Linked DNA regions of Mus musculus: region 1 is linked to region 2. A link is a contact called in public Hi-C data. All regions are on one chromosome and are shown on one strand. The core of a region is the stretch at or near the end of the contact, and the rest is flanking DNA. Distances in the headings are between cores, read along the strand shown. Region 1 has its middle 55 kb from the start of A530046M15Rik. Region 2 holds the start of A530046M15Rik (RIKEN cDNA A530046M15 gene).

Region 1 (6,201 bases), core at 1,007-3,506, 56 kb before region 2:
TTTCCACACAAAATACCATTCTATGAAGAAATTACAAAGCAAGAGGGAGGTTCTTGCGAAGACTTCTGAGAAACACAAGCTTCACAGTCAATCCCTTGTGCTGTGAGTCCCTGTCTAAACATAATCCAGTTATTCAGTGAGAGGGGTGGATAAAGTCAAAACCAGGCCAATTTTAGCCTAATGCTACCAGCAAGAAGAAAGAGGAGCTGGGTAGGATTCTGAGTGGCCTTTTCCAATGGTTCCCTTGACACATGGCTAGAGTCCAAGTGACTAGGCATGGAGGAAGTATCAAAATAGCACTACCCAAAGCTCCCCAATGGGCCCTATTTATGGAGCATTCCAAAATGCTGTAGCTAAGACCAATTACAAATAGACCATGTTTTTGAGAGTTGGCATAAAAATGGAATGCCAACCTTCTTTGTAAATTTGGGTTTGAGGGAAGGCAGTTTATAGAAGCTATTTTTCCCAAGGAGAAGGTACTTCCCAACATGGTACTACCCATGGCATTATGGATAACTAGAATGAGACCCCTGTGATGCTCTAAAGATGGAGGCTCTGCTCCGTGAAACCAGGAAGCTTCCTCGTGCTTCCTGCAGAAGCTCCTGCGCCTCACACAGAAACAAGCCACATCTTTGCTTTTATGATTCCTCGGAGAATGATTACTCAGAACTTCTGCAATATATTTAATGTCCCTCCTCCATCCTTCATCTCATGCCACATTTCCTGAGCATTTCGTAAATACCAGACATTTTACTGAGCAATGGTTATATAATGGTGATATCAGGCCTGACATCAAGGAGCTTCCTGTGTAACAGAGGAGACAAACACACCTCAAATGACAATCCTAAAGGAATACTTCTGCTAAACAGTTTTCCCACTAGGTATTATTGATATTTTGGATTGAATATTTGTTTGTTGAAGGACATGTCATGTGCATTGTAGAATATTTAATAGACCCTGTTCTCTACCTAATAGCTCTTCTAGATACCAAGAACACCTTACAGAGGCGACAACCAAAAATATCTCTCTAAAATTTGGGCCTAAACTCTCACCTATTTCTCAGAGGCAATCTCATGCCTAGTTGTTTGTCAAGGGAAAAACTGTGGCCAAAGAATGTGGTAACACAGAGAATGCAGTCCTTATTCTATCTAGAGGAGTTATGGATGTCTTTATTAAGTTTTGAAATACATTTGTTCATAGAGTGAACACCTTACAGCATAATAAGGGGAAAAAAGAAGAAAGTAATGAAAGAGGATATAAAACCAATTGTTGCTTCTCTGAATCAGAATTTGTTTTTGTTTTGAAAATGGATAAATGCATAAAATATATTGAATTCTGAAAGCATTAAGTTTAATGTGAAGTGCCAGAGCTTCCTTCCATTCGAAACGCCTCTTGCCTACGTGTATAGAAGTTCAAAGTGCATATACTTTGGGTCTGATTAATTTTTGTGTATTGTGTTTCTTTGTTTGCAATTTGATACATAATAAAGTTTGTACAACATTTCCAAAGAGCACCTACCAGATACAAAGATCCAGATCGTGCATGAAGATAAATAGGGGTTTTCAGGGGATGGGAGTATATGTTCATAAAATAGAACCATGTGTTCAGGACACTGGAAGGCATTCGGTGTCTGTTGCATGTGAACTAGGCAGGAGAAAAGAAAGCTGAACATCTAGTGAGGACTCAGTTCCAGAAAAGCCATGGGTCTAGTGCCAGGGGATTCGTGGGCTTTGGTTTTGCCCTGTGGGTGACGAGAGGCTACTGAAGGATTTTAAGCAAAAGATTCATATGCATGAATCACAAAGACTGTGTGTTCAGTTGGCAAAACAGTTTATGGGAAAGTCAAACATCCTGTCAACTACTGCCTGGCCCATTACAAATAACCATTGTGTCTGGGTCTTCTCCCTGAACGAGTCTCACAGATGATGTCTCAGAACCAGTTCCTGGGGTTTAGCCTGCCTTCAAGAAAATTCATTACTATCCTTCCCTCTTTGGGCTTTGCCTTTACAGCAGCTGGGAGGTGCAGGTTCACTCCTATTTTGCTGAAAGCCCTGCCATCCAAGGAAGCAAAAGGAAGAAATACACATGGAGGAAAAATCCAAATAGATAAAGGAATTTTCAGAACTCTGTTTCACTTATGCCCTATTTATTAAGTTCCAGTGTACAAAATTTCCTTCTAGAAAAAGGAACTTTGCTACTTGAAGGTAGGTGGCCTGTGGCAGCCTGCCAGACTGCCAACTGCAGTAGAAGTCATCATACATTCCTTACAAATGAGAAGTATAAAGACCTCTCAGTTCTTTCTGGCCCTCTAACATTAATTCTGATTATTTGAAAATGCAAACATGCTCAGATTTCCATGAGATGAGATAATTTTCTTCTTGACATCAGACACAAAAGAAAGAAAAACAGAGAAAAGTGACAGTGGTGAGCTAGTGATCATTTTTCTTTAATATTTCAAATTTAATTCCATGGCAGAGTCTATGTTTATTGCTGGAGATTTGGAGAGGAAGATCGCCACTGTGCTCTGATGAAAGTCTTGCCTTTCCAGTTAGTTTAATTAAGGGAAGGAGAGGCAGCCAGAAGAAAACAGTCTGATGTAGATCAGGGTTAGAGTCTTGGCGTTCGCAAACACATCACAGACTTTTGTTGTTTCATGTTTTCAACATTGTTCTGGTTCTTGGTAGAAAGTCTGGTTCCATTTTCAAAATGAGCTACACTAAGGGCCCAGGGACTTGGTATTTTCATCTAATGTGTGTGATTTCTGAGACAGCATACTGGGATCAAAAAAGAGTCTGTAGGTTTTAACACGGACTCCAAACCCTAAGAATGGATGGGCAGTTGCTGCTGCAAGAGTGAGGCTCTGCTCTCAAAGCTCATAAACATAACAGAAATCTGGCTGTTTAACAACAGCCTCAGATCGCGTTTAAAATCCCCTCATGTGCAGCTCCACCTGCTATGACGACTGACTGTGCTAAAGGAAGCTTCTAAAGTATCAACTCCATGCCCCATGCTTTATTTCTCCACTGCTCTGGAACAGGCTGTTTGTTGTGTGTTATTTAAAACACGCTGTGTGCTAGCTATATAGTTAGCATGATCAATAATCTTGACTTGTTCAGGACTTTCCTGGTTTTCTTAAGAATTTGGGGGCACTGAAAGCCCTTCTTCCTAGTTCTAAAACATCTCTAACTCTATAGTAAAGCAAAGAAATGGCATTGCTTTTTATACTACAAGTAGTAACCAGTAAATTATTGGGGAGAGAATGCTGATGTTTTAAGCAGAATACTGTTTCATCTCCAGGGACTTGCCAAAAGCCTGGTTTTATCATAGATATTAACAGTTAATGTTCATATTTCCCCCACTTATACAATTTGTGAAAGTGACACGGGTCATTGTTGGGCAAGATGAAAACTTCTTTTATTTTGAATTTATTTATTTATCTATTTACTAGATATTTTCTTTATTTGCATTTAAAATGTTATCTCCTTTCCTAGTTTCCCCTTGGAAAATCCTCTATCCCTTCCCCACCTCTCCCTGCTCACCAACCCACTCACTTCCGCTTCCTGGTCCTGGCAGTCCCCTATATTGGGGCATAGAACTTTCACAGGACTAAGGACCTCTCCTCCCATTGATGACTGACTAGGCCATTCTCTGCTACATATGCAGCTGAAGCCATGAGTCCCATCATGTGTCTTCTTTGGTTGGTGGTTTAGTCCCATGAAGCTCTGGAGATACTGGTTGGTTCCTGTTGTTGTTCCTCCTATGGGGCTGCAAACCCCTTCAGCTCCTTGGATACTTTCTCTAGCTCCTTCATTGGGGACCCTGTGCTCCGCCCAATGGGTGGCTGTGAGCATCCACTTCTCTATTTTTCAGGCACTGGTAGAACCTCTCAGGAGACAGCTATATCAGGGTCCTGTCAGCAAGCTCTTGTTGGCAACCAAAATACTAATCCCTATTAATATTACATAGGAATTGTTAGGGGGTGGGAGAGAATCCGCATCCCATCAGAGCTCCCGGGCTCTGGGCAGGCGGACTCAGGGGACTGCCACGCAATGCCACCGGGGTGAGCATCTGGCTGTGGGAATCAATGGAACCCCAGTCCTCAAGGATAGAGAGGGAGCAATCCATGGTCTCTGGGCCTCACAGTCTCGACATCTCAGATGTCGCTGTATGTTGAGGAAGAGCTGAGAAGAAAGTGAGGGCCCCAGGGGCAGCTCAGTTAACCCTGGGGTCAAAGAGAAAAGGGGACGGGGGCACTGGGTGGTGGCTGGAAATCTTGGAGGCTTTTTAGGGGAAGGCCTATTCCATCGTTCAAACAACGTGGGTCTTAATGAGCAGTAACAGTCCATGGTTTTAAAGCTTCATAGTAGATAGACAGAAAAAGAGAGAAGGTAGAAAGAGAGAGGCCAGCCATGGGGAAGGAGTAAGGGATGGGGAGGAGAGCTAGAGATGAGAATAAGAAAGGTGAGAGTTCAAGAGAAAGAGGAGGGGCCAAGAAGCTCCTTTTATAGTGGGCTGGGCTACCTTGTTGTTACCAGGTAACTGTGGAGAGGAACATACCTGGCTATTGCCATGTTAACTGTGGGGGTGGAGTCTAGCCTGAATACCAGGAGCTTGGGCATTGTCTGCATGGCTGATAGTCACACATGGGGGCTCTGTGGTGTCAGGCACTTAAGTCTGGGGACTTGGCTCACTGTTCCATCCCTTGTAGAGGTTTTTACTGGGTCTCTGGAGCAAACTTCATTCAACCAAAACACAGGTTGCCTTTCAAAGTCGCACTAAAAACCAACAAAGTGACACCAAGGTGACTAATTATTTGAGCTTCTAGTGTCCTAACAATGTGTCTATTCCTCTTTAAGCTTTCACCTTTCTTACTCTCATCTCTAGCCCTCCTTCTCTCTCACCCTTCCCCCCTCTCTCCACGTGGCCATAGCCAGCCTCTCTCTTTCTACCTTCTCTCCCCCCCCTCTGACTTTCTACAATAAAGCTTTAAAACCATTTTTAAAAAACTGTCTCTATTCTCATGAGCAATATACATTCATTACATAATTATACCCAGGATTCTTTGGCAGGATGGACACTACAGTGAGAATAATATCAGTGGACTTGCAATCTGAGATGAGAAAATTCTAACAATCCACACAAAGACAATCCACATATTAATGCATGCATGATAGAGTTGGTGTTCAGTGATGGCTAATTAACCACATCCCTCTGTTTTCTAAACTGTTGACTTATTGAAACACTTGATGATCATTTACTCTGATTCCTCTGTACGTTAAAGGAAAATGAAAGATATGACACACTTAAAATGTTTACTTTCTTCATTATGGAGATCTGTTGAGGCTAATTAACTCCAAAATCGACCTTTGGAGAACTCAGAATTGAAAAGTGGGTTAATACTGTCTAAGTATCTAACTGAAAACTATAAAAGAAAACTGCACATAACAATATCCGGAAACAAGAGAAGCATACAGAAAAATTAAAAATAAATGAAATAAGTACTAATTAATTAAAAGAAAAACCTTACAAAAACAAATGCAAAGCTGAAAAATTCGACCAAAATGTTACAAATGATTGACACATTTAAAACGGGCTAACATTTAAAATAAACCTTTTAAATGAACTTAGCTAAGGTAAAACATGTTTTCAAAATGTACATTGAATTAAATGATATTTCAATAATTTTTACAGATCTGTAAACTATGTAAGTCACACCACAAGCAAGTATTGAACTTAGCATTATCTCAGTAAATACTCTATAGCTGATATTGAGTTACTGATCTTGGAAATATCAACTGAATACATTATTGCATAAAACTAGAATTTTTAAAACAACCTAACTAAAAAAGAATAGAAAAAATGAATAAACCAAGAACCATAAAAGATATTGGAAAAGTTGTTAATGTAAAAAACACTTTTTCCAGAGGCTATTGAATGCAACTTACAATGCTTAATAAAAATCTTTATTCTTTTAGGAAAAAAAAAAAAAACACTTTTTAGGCCTTCTGAACTTCTCTAATGCATAGGAATAGATGACATCATTCTCAATAGCCTCAAGTTCTAAGTAAAATCTGACAAGAATATTGCAAAGGAGCAAAGGTTGAAAGAGACAAAGAGGAAGAGAGGAGGAGTAGGAGGCAGAAGAGGAAGAAGAAGAGGAAGAAAAAGAAGACTAGAAGCTAACTTCATATGACAATTACG
Region 2 (6,017 bases), core at 288-2,787:
GCACTTTCAGCAAAAGCATCAAACCCAGCGCCCATGTAAAACCAATTGGTACCAGTTGGTGTGGCCCCACCTTCCTTCCCAGTGAGGATGGAAACCCAAGACAGGGAATTCCCAGAGCAAGCTGGCCAGCTATACTCACCTACATGATGAGCTTCTGGTCCATAAGAAGACCACAGATTCAATCCAAAAGGTAGAGAGTGATTGAGACGTCTCATGATAGCATCGTCAGGCCTCCTCACAAATGTGCCCATACAAGCATCCATGCATACAAGCATTAAGCATCCATGATCCAAGCATACACATACAAGCATCCATGAATAAGAATACACACCACATACACACTTGCACACACACACACAGAAACATTTACATGAGCATTAAATTATCAAAGTGGCCATCTATATTATGAAACTTATCTATTCTGTTCCAAAGGCAGTGCAGTGAGTTATCCACGTATACCTTTGACGTAGATGATGGACAGAGAGAGCATTGGCTTTGGACTTCTGGGTCCAAGGTTGATGTTTAAAATGAAGAAACAGAGAGAGGAGTGGATTGGGCAAGATGGGAGGTAGCAGGGGAAGGCTAGGAGGAGAGGAGGGAGAGAAAACTGAGGTTGGGATACAAAGTAAGTTAATTTTAAAAAATGAATAAAGTCTAAGTCTATCATGAACTAACTATATGAGCTGCAGTTGGATCTGTTTGCTTAACTACGAATTATTTCCACACAGTCCTTGTAGTCATAGCTCCTGTCAATCAGGTCTCAAGTCCACATGTCCCTATACGAAGATTTTCTTTTTTTTTTTTTTTTTTAGTACCCCATCTAAAATGGTCAAAATGTTTTGTCTGAATTGAGATACTTTATCATTTCATGATTTAATCATTTATCTGTTTATTGTTTCATTACCAGTCACTCGGGTAAAATAGAAGCTTTAGATAGGCAAAGAGCTTACCTGCCCATTTTTTTCAGGATACTGGATCATCCTGACATAAATTAGGCACTCAGTTTCTAATGAATGAATGAATGAATACAAAAAGCCCATACTAACATTCCTACTTCCCTTCAGTCTCTTCTGAAGAACAGAAAGAGCAAAAATGCATGCCTATAACTTTTAATTGAATGAGTACTGTTCAAACAGAACCTTTTATTACTTTCACACTGGTTTTCTTTACAAAGGAAAACTACATATTATTACCTATAATACAGAAGTGATTGATAAATTCTATTCAAAGCTAATAAATGATAAACATGGAAAGCAAGATGATCCTCCAATATTCCAAGACAATTTCCCTTAGAAAAACCTGAAGGAAAGCAAATGAAATTTACAATTACCATTACTACAGGATCTGTGCCATCCTCAATTATGGTTTTTAACTAGAATCAATTCAAACATCTTTGCCGCTGAGGTCAGTGGAACTTGGGGAACTGAGTTCTTCCCACAGCATTCCATAGGGAGTCACCAAGACAAGAGAGGGTAAAGAATACCATGCCAGTATGTGCGTCTGTGGGTCCGACATCCTCTGCTGTCTTCTCAGATCTGACTCAACTGGCCAGTGATGACTGAGCAAGTACAGTCAGACCTGACCTTACTGTGTGACTCAGGTGTTTGTGATCTTTCTCAAAGCTGACCATACAAAGTCTTGCCTTTTTCTCAAGGCTTCATGATTTAAAGAAGGCTGTCGAATAAATATCAGGCTGGAGTCTTGCTCAATGTGTTGTCACCGCCTGAGTATGAATTCCTTAGCCACTGAGTCACTTGCTCTTCCTAATAAGGCATGCAGACTTGGAACACTCTGAGATGTCAATGTGGGATCTTCTAGATCCACACAGCTTCCTAAATATTATGAAAACATGGTGGTTACGATTATAAGCTTCTAATTCATCCAGGGCTGTGTTCGGAGCTCATCAGCTCCATGAGCTTGATGACTTGGGTCAGTTTTCATATCTCTCTGAGCTTCAAGTTTCTCAACTTTGAATGTAGTGATAGAGGCTAGAGACACAGCTCTGTTGGTAGCATGACTCAGTACCACACACAGACACTGATCTTGTGATCCACAGCCCCACATAAAGCATAACTTGGTGATGTGTGTGCAATCCTAGGACTTGAGAAGAGGAACCTGAAGGATCATAAGTTCAAACTAATCCTGAAGTACATCGTAAGTTCAATGCCAGCCCGGGCCATTTGAGATCGTATCTCAATGTAAATAAATGAATAAGGAAATATATGATTGGTGATGATCTCAGGTAACTTACAGAACTGTCTTTAGAATTCATTGATGAACACAGCCCTTCACATGATCCCTCACACATTAGGCTTAATTGTGGCTAAATATAGCATTTCATGACTTACATAATGCTAAGTTATGTAAGTGAAATATATGTATATACATATATATCACATATATATTTCATAGGTTGAAAAAACAAACAAGTTTCTTTGAACAATTATCTTAGTTTTCAGATAAATGCAGGAAAGGAGCTTTGATTCTTAACTAAAGTCTTCTTTAAATGTTTTGCTATCAACTATTTTCTTCAAGTATATGTGTGAGTGTGATGCATGGGGAAAATAAATTACAATTAGATACACATCATTGCATCCTATTACATGCAATAATTACACATATGCGGTTTAATTATAAAGCAGTGAGAAATACTTCACACACTGGGTGGACTTTTATATATATATATATATGTGTGTGTCAGAAGTAGTCTCTAAAATTCTCTCCCTGCCTCTGTCTCTGTCATCTGTCTTTCTCTGTCTTTGTCTCTGTCTCTCTCTGTCATCTATCTCTGTTTCTCTCTATGTCTCTCTCTGTCATCTGTCTGCCTCTCTCTGCCTGTCTGTCTCTGTCTCTGAATAAGACACTTAGTTCACAGTAGTTGTGGTTTAATCTTTGTGGTGTGTAGACATGAGAATAGGTCTGTGATTCTCAAAATGAATCGCTAGGTCATTGACTCTGAGAGATGATAAGTGGTGTTTGGTGCTCCAATTATGTTTGAAAAATCATAGTAACATGTATTTACCATAATATTTTTCATGTGACTTGAGCTCTGGCTTGCTAACATTTATTTCCTAGAAGAATGAAGCTTTCTTTATTTCTCAAATATTAATTTGAGATTTTTTTATCATTAAGTATATTATGGGTTTGAGCTCTAAGAAATTGTGTGTGTGTCAGCATGCACATACTCATGAACTAGGGAATAATGAGAGATTGAAAGAGAGATTGAAAGCAAGAGAGAAGTATTGTGTCGTAGTGTATACATATGTGGTGTATAGATGTATACGTGTGTAGTATATACCTATATGTAGTCATGTATGCAGTATATTCATCTGCATGATTTAGATACATGTATGGTGAATACATATGTGTGGTTTTTGCATGTTTGTAAATATATACATGTGTGTGATGTTCACATGTGTGTGGTGTATGCGGTACATGCATGCATATGATGTATACTTGAGGTGTATACATATTTTATGAGGTATATGCATTTGTGTGATGTATGTATATGTGTGGTATATGCTTGTAAATAGTATATGCATATGTCTCGTGTATGTTTCAATGTGGTGTATGAAAGTGTGTGGCATATGCATGTGTAGTATATTTGTGCAGAGACAAAAGAAGGATGGTATGTCTCCCCACCTAGCGCCTTGAAAAATGGACTCTTGCTGAAGCCGAATTTCACTGCTATTTTTGGCTTGTTTGTTTGTCTTGGCTATGCTGGCTACCAGAAAGCCCCAGCAATCTTTTTGTCTCCACTCTTTGTAACACTGTATTTACAGGTATAAATGCTATCATTATCATGTGGCTTCTATATGAGGCAGGTATCCAAATGTTGGTCTCATATTTGGATAGCAAGCACTCTTGCCCATGAAATGTATTTCTAAATCACTAAGAAATATTTAGTGGAGATACCCCAGTACTGAATCCCAAAGCTCTTTCTTCTCTATGTACCCTCCAGTCTTTTCCAGAATCATTCTCTAGCCTTCTCACATAATTCTCTTTTGCTACAGTATAAGCTTCCAGATATTTCCCAGCAATCCTGCACTTTCAGTGTTACCAGGACATTAATCAGTGTGTGTTGATAATTGCTAAGATTATCCTGATAACTGCAGAAGTGGACAGATATGACCTTGTCTTTGTTGGCAGAAGGAAAAGATGGTGTGGGGCCTTTCTACAACGTTTAGTCTCGGTGTCGGTCAATAATGTCAATTAACAGAGCATCCCTTCTTGGTAGGCTGGATGCTAATAGAGAAGCAGTCATTGAACAATATTGTTTCTAAAATTTGACCAAATATCAAAAAGAAAGTAATGACTTGACCTTTAAATATTTCTGGTCCCATTGTAAAGTAAGTAAATATTAGGGTCTTCCATAGCATCTGGCAAAAACTGCACAAGCTACATTGGAGCACTCTGCCCTTCCCCTCTTTCTCTTTTTCTCCAGGATCTTTCAAGAAGGTAGTCCAGGAAAATGTCTTCCTTCTAAATTAAATTAGTTTTATAATGTGCTTCTACTTGTCCAGAAAGTTAAAATGTTTACTTTATCCATCAGATTAGGCAAAGCATGACTGAGGCTTGGGAGAGGAACATGCATGCTGTTCTCATGAGTCACAGTCAGGGCCACTGAGAGGAATGAAAGGCACACTTCGGTGATACATTTCAGGCTGCAGGAAACAGGGGAGGTGGAAAGGAGTGAAACCTGTAACCAGAAACTGTCTGACAACACTCACTGCAGAGGAGGCTACCTCTGGCCCATTTTATAACTGTGTGCTAAGAATATTAAATTCTGTAGAAAGTTAAGGAAGTGGTCCATGTCACTTCAGGGACTGAATCATCAGGTTTTGGAAAACTGTGATAGGAGAGCCAGAGAAGGTCAGGGATGCTGTTGTACCCCGACACAAGAAACAGCTCACTGTCCCATAGAGTCTGCACATCCAAGAGATGATTCTGGAGGCTGCTTCTCTCTTTCTCTCGAGGCTGGGACAAAACACCCATCCAATATGCCCATTAATTATCACAACTCAGAGAAAACTCTCATTCTCCCCACTCTCCAGATGAGAACGCTGGGGCTCACACAAGCTCACTACCGAGTCAGATGAATACACTTTTAGTCCCCTAAATTCATTAATTCTGGCTTCAATTTCCTGCTATAATCATTTCAACCGTTTATCATTGCTGGCCAGAACCTGGTAACACAAATATTTACTTAGTCTAAAGTACATTGGCTTACTGGTTTTTAGTAGCTGAAAACCTCCAATAAAAGCTACATTGGTATTAATAAGGAAAGAACACATTTAGTGTGAAAGAGAAGGGCTTTCTGAGCAAAGATTAAACGTCATACTGCTCTCTCACACTAAGCAGTTCTTTAGGACAGAGGATTCTGGAATTACAACTGTTTTCCATGAACCTTAATATTTTTAGTGTTCAGTTTTTAAATTATTTATGTGCTCTTTCCTTATTGATATTAACTCAAGTTTTTAATATTCTTATGTGTTAGCTACTTTCCTTATCTTGGATTTGGAGGAGTAGAGAGCATCTTTGTTGGGGGTGAGTCGACTCATTCATTCCCAAAGGGCTCTAAAAGTCAAGGTAGCGTGTGTCGTGTGAGAGACACTTAAAGGTTCTGTAGTGGCCCAGCGTGATCAATTGGGCAGTCTAGAGAAACTCTTCTGAGAGCAGTAGGTATATGGCTCTGAGGACACAAAGTCAGGATTCTACGAGGCTCTTGGAATGTTCTGGAAAAAGTTTTTCCTAGTAGAGTCAATGAGGGAAAGATACATTCAGCAGCCTGCTTGTAATGGTTAAAATATTCTTGAGCTAGTTCTTTCTACAAGTTATACACATTTCAAATCCCTATAGCTATTTTTGTTTAACTTTCTTAGACTTGATATACCTCCATTTTTATTTTCTTCCTACCAAGCCATTTAAAGGCATTTCTTAAATGAAAGAGTTCTGTCGGGTCTTCTGCCAAAAGGTTCTAAATTCTAGAATTTTGTTCCTCTCTTTTCCCCAGAAAA

Evidence for each region. Hi-C and Micro-C count contacts between places; a contact is called where the count stands out from the background.
Region 1: a contact with region 2 is called in a Hi-C map of embryonic fibroblasts, with 1.9 times the contacts expected there. The contact joins the enhancer-like site here to the promoter of A530046M15Rik in region 2. A contact is called at or near these places in 5 of 484 Hi-C or Micro-C datasets (CD4 T cells, the HPC-7 cell line, embryonic fibroblasts and 2 more).

What each region holds. Positions count from the first base shown.
Region 1 is chr13:15,859,181-15,865,381 of GRCm38.p6, reverse strand. It overlaps the pseudogene B230303A05Rik. Among named protein-coding and RNA genes, the nearest start is that of A530046M15Rik, 55 kb to the right of the region's middle. Within about 2 kb of position 2,256, at least 26 of the 459 cell types and tissues checked have an H3K27ac peak or open chromatin away from gene starts, as enhancers often do. A contact at or near this core is called in embryonic fibroblasts, where this site is marked.
Region 2 is chr13:15,802,763-15,808,779 of GRCm38.p6, reverse strand. It overlaps A530046M15Rik (RIKEN cDNA A530046M15 gene), which reads right to left and starts at 1,537. Exons shown (of 5, transcript NR_046131.1): 1 at 1,331-1,537.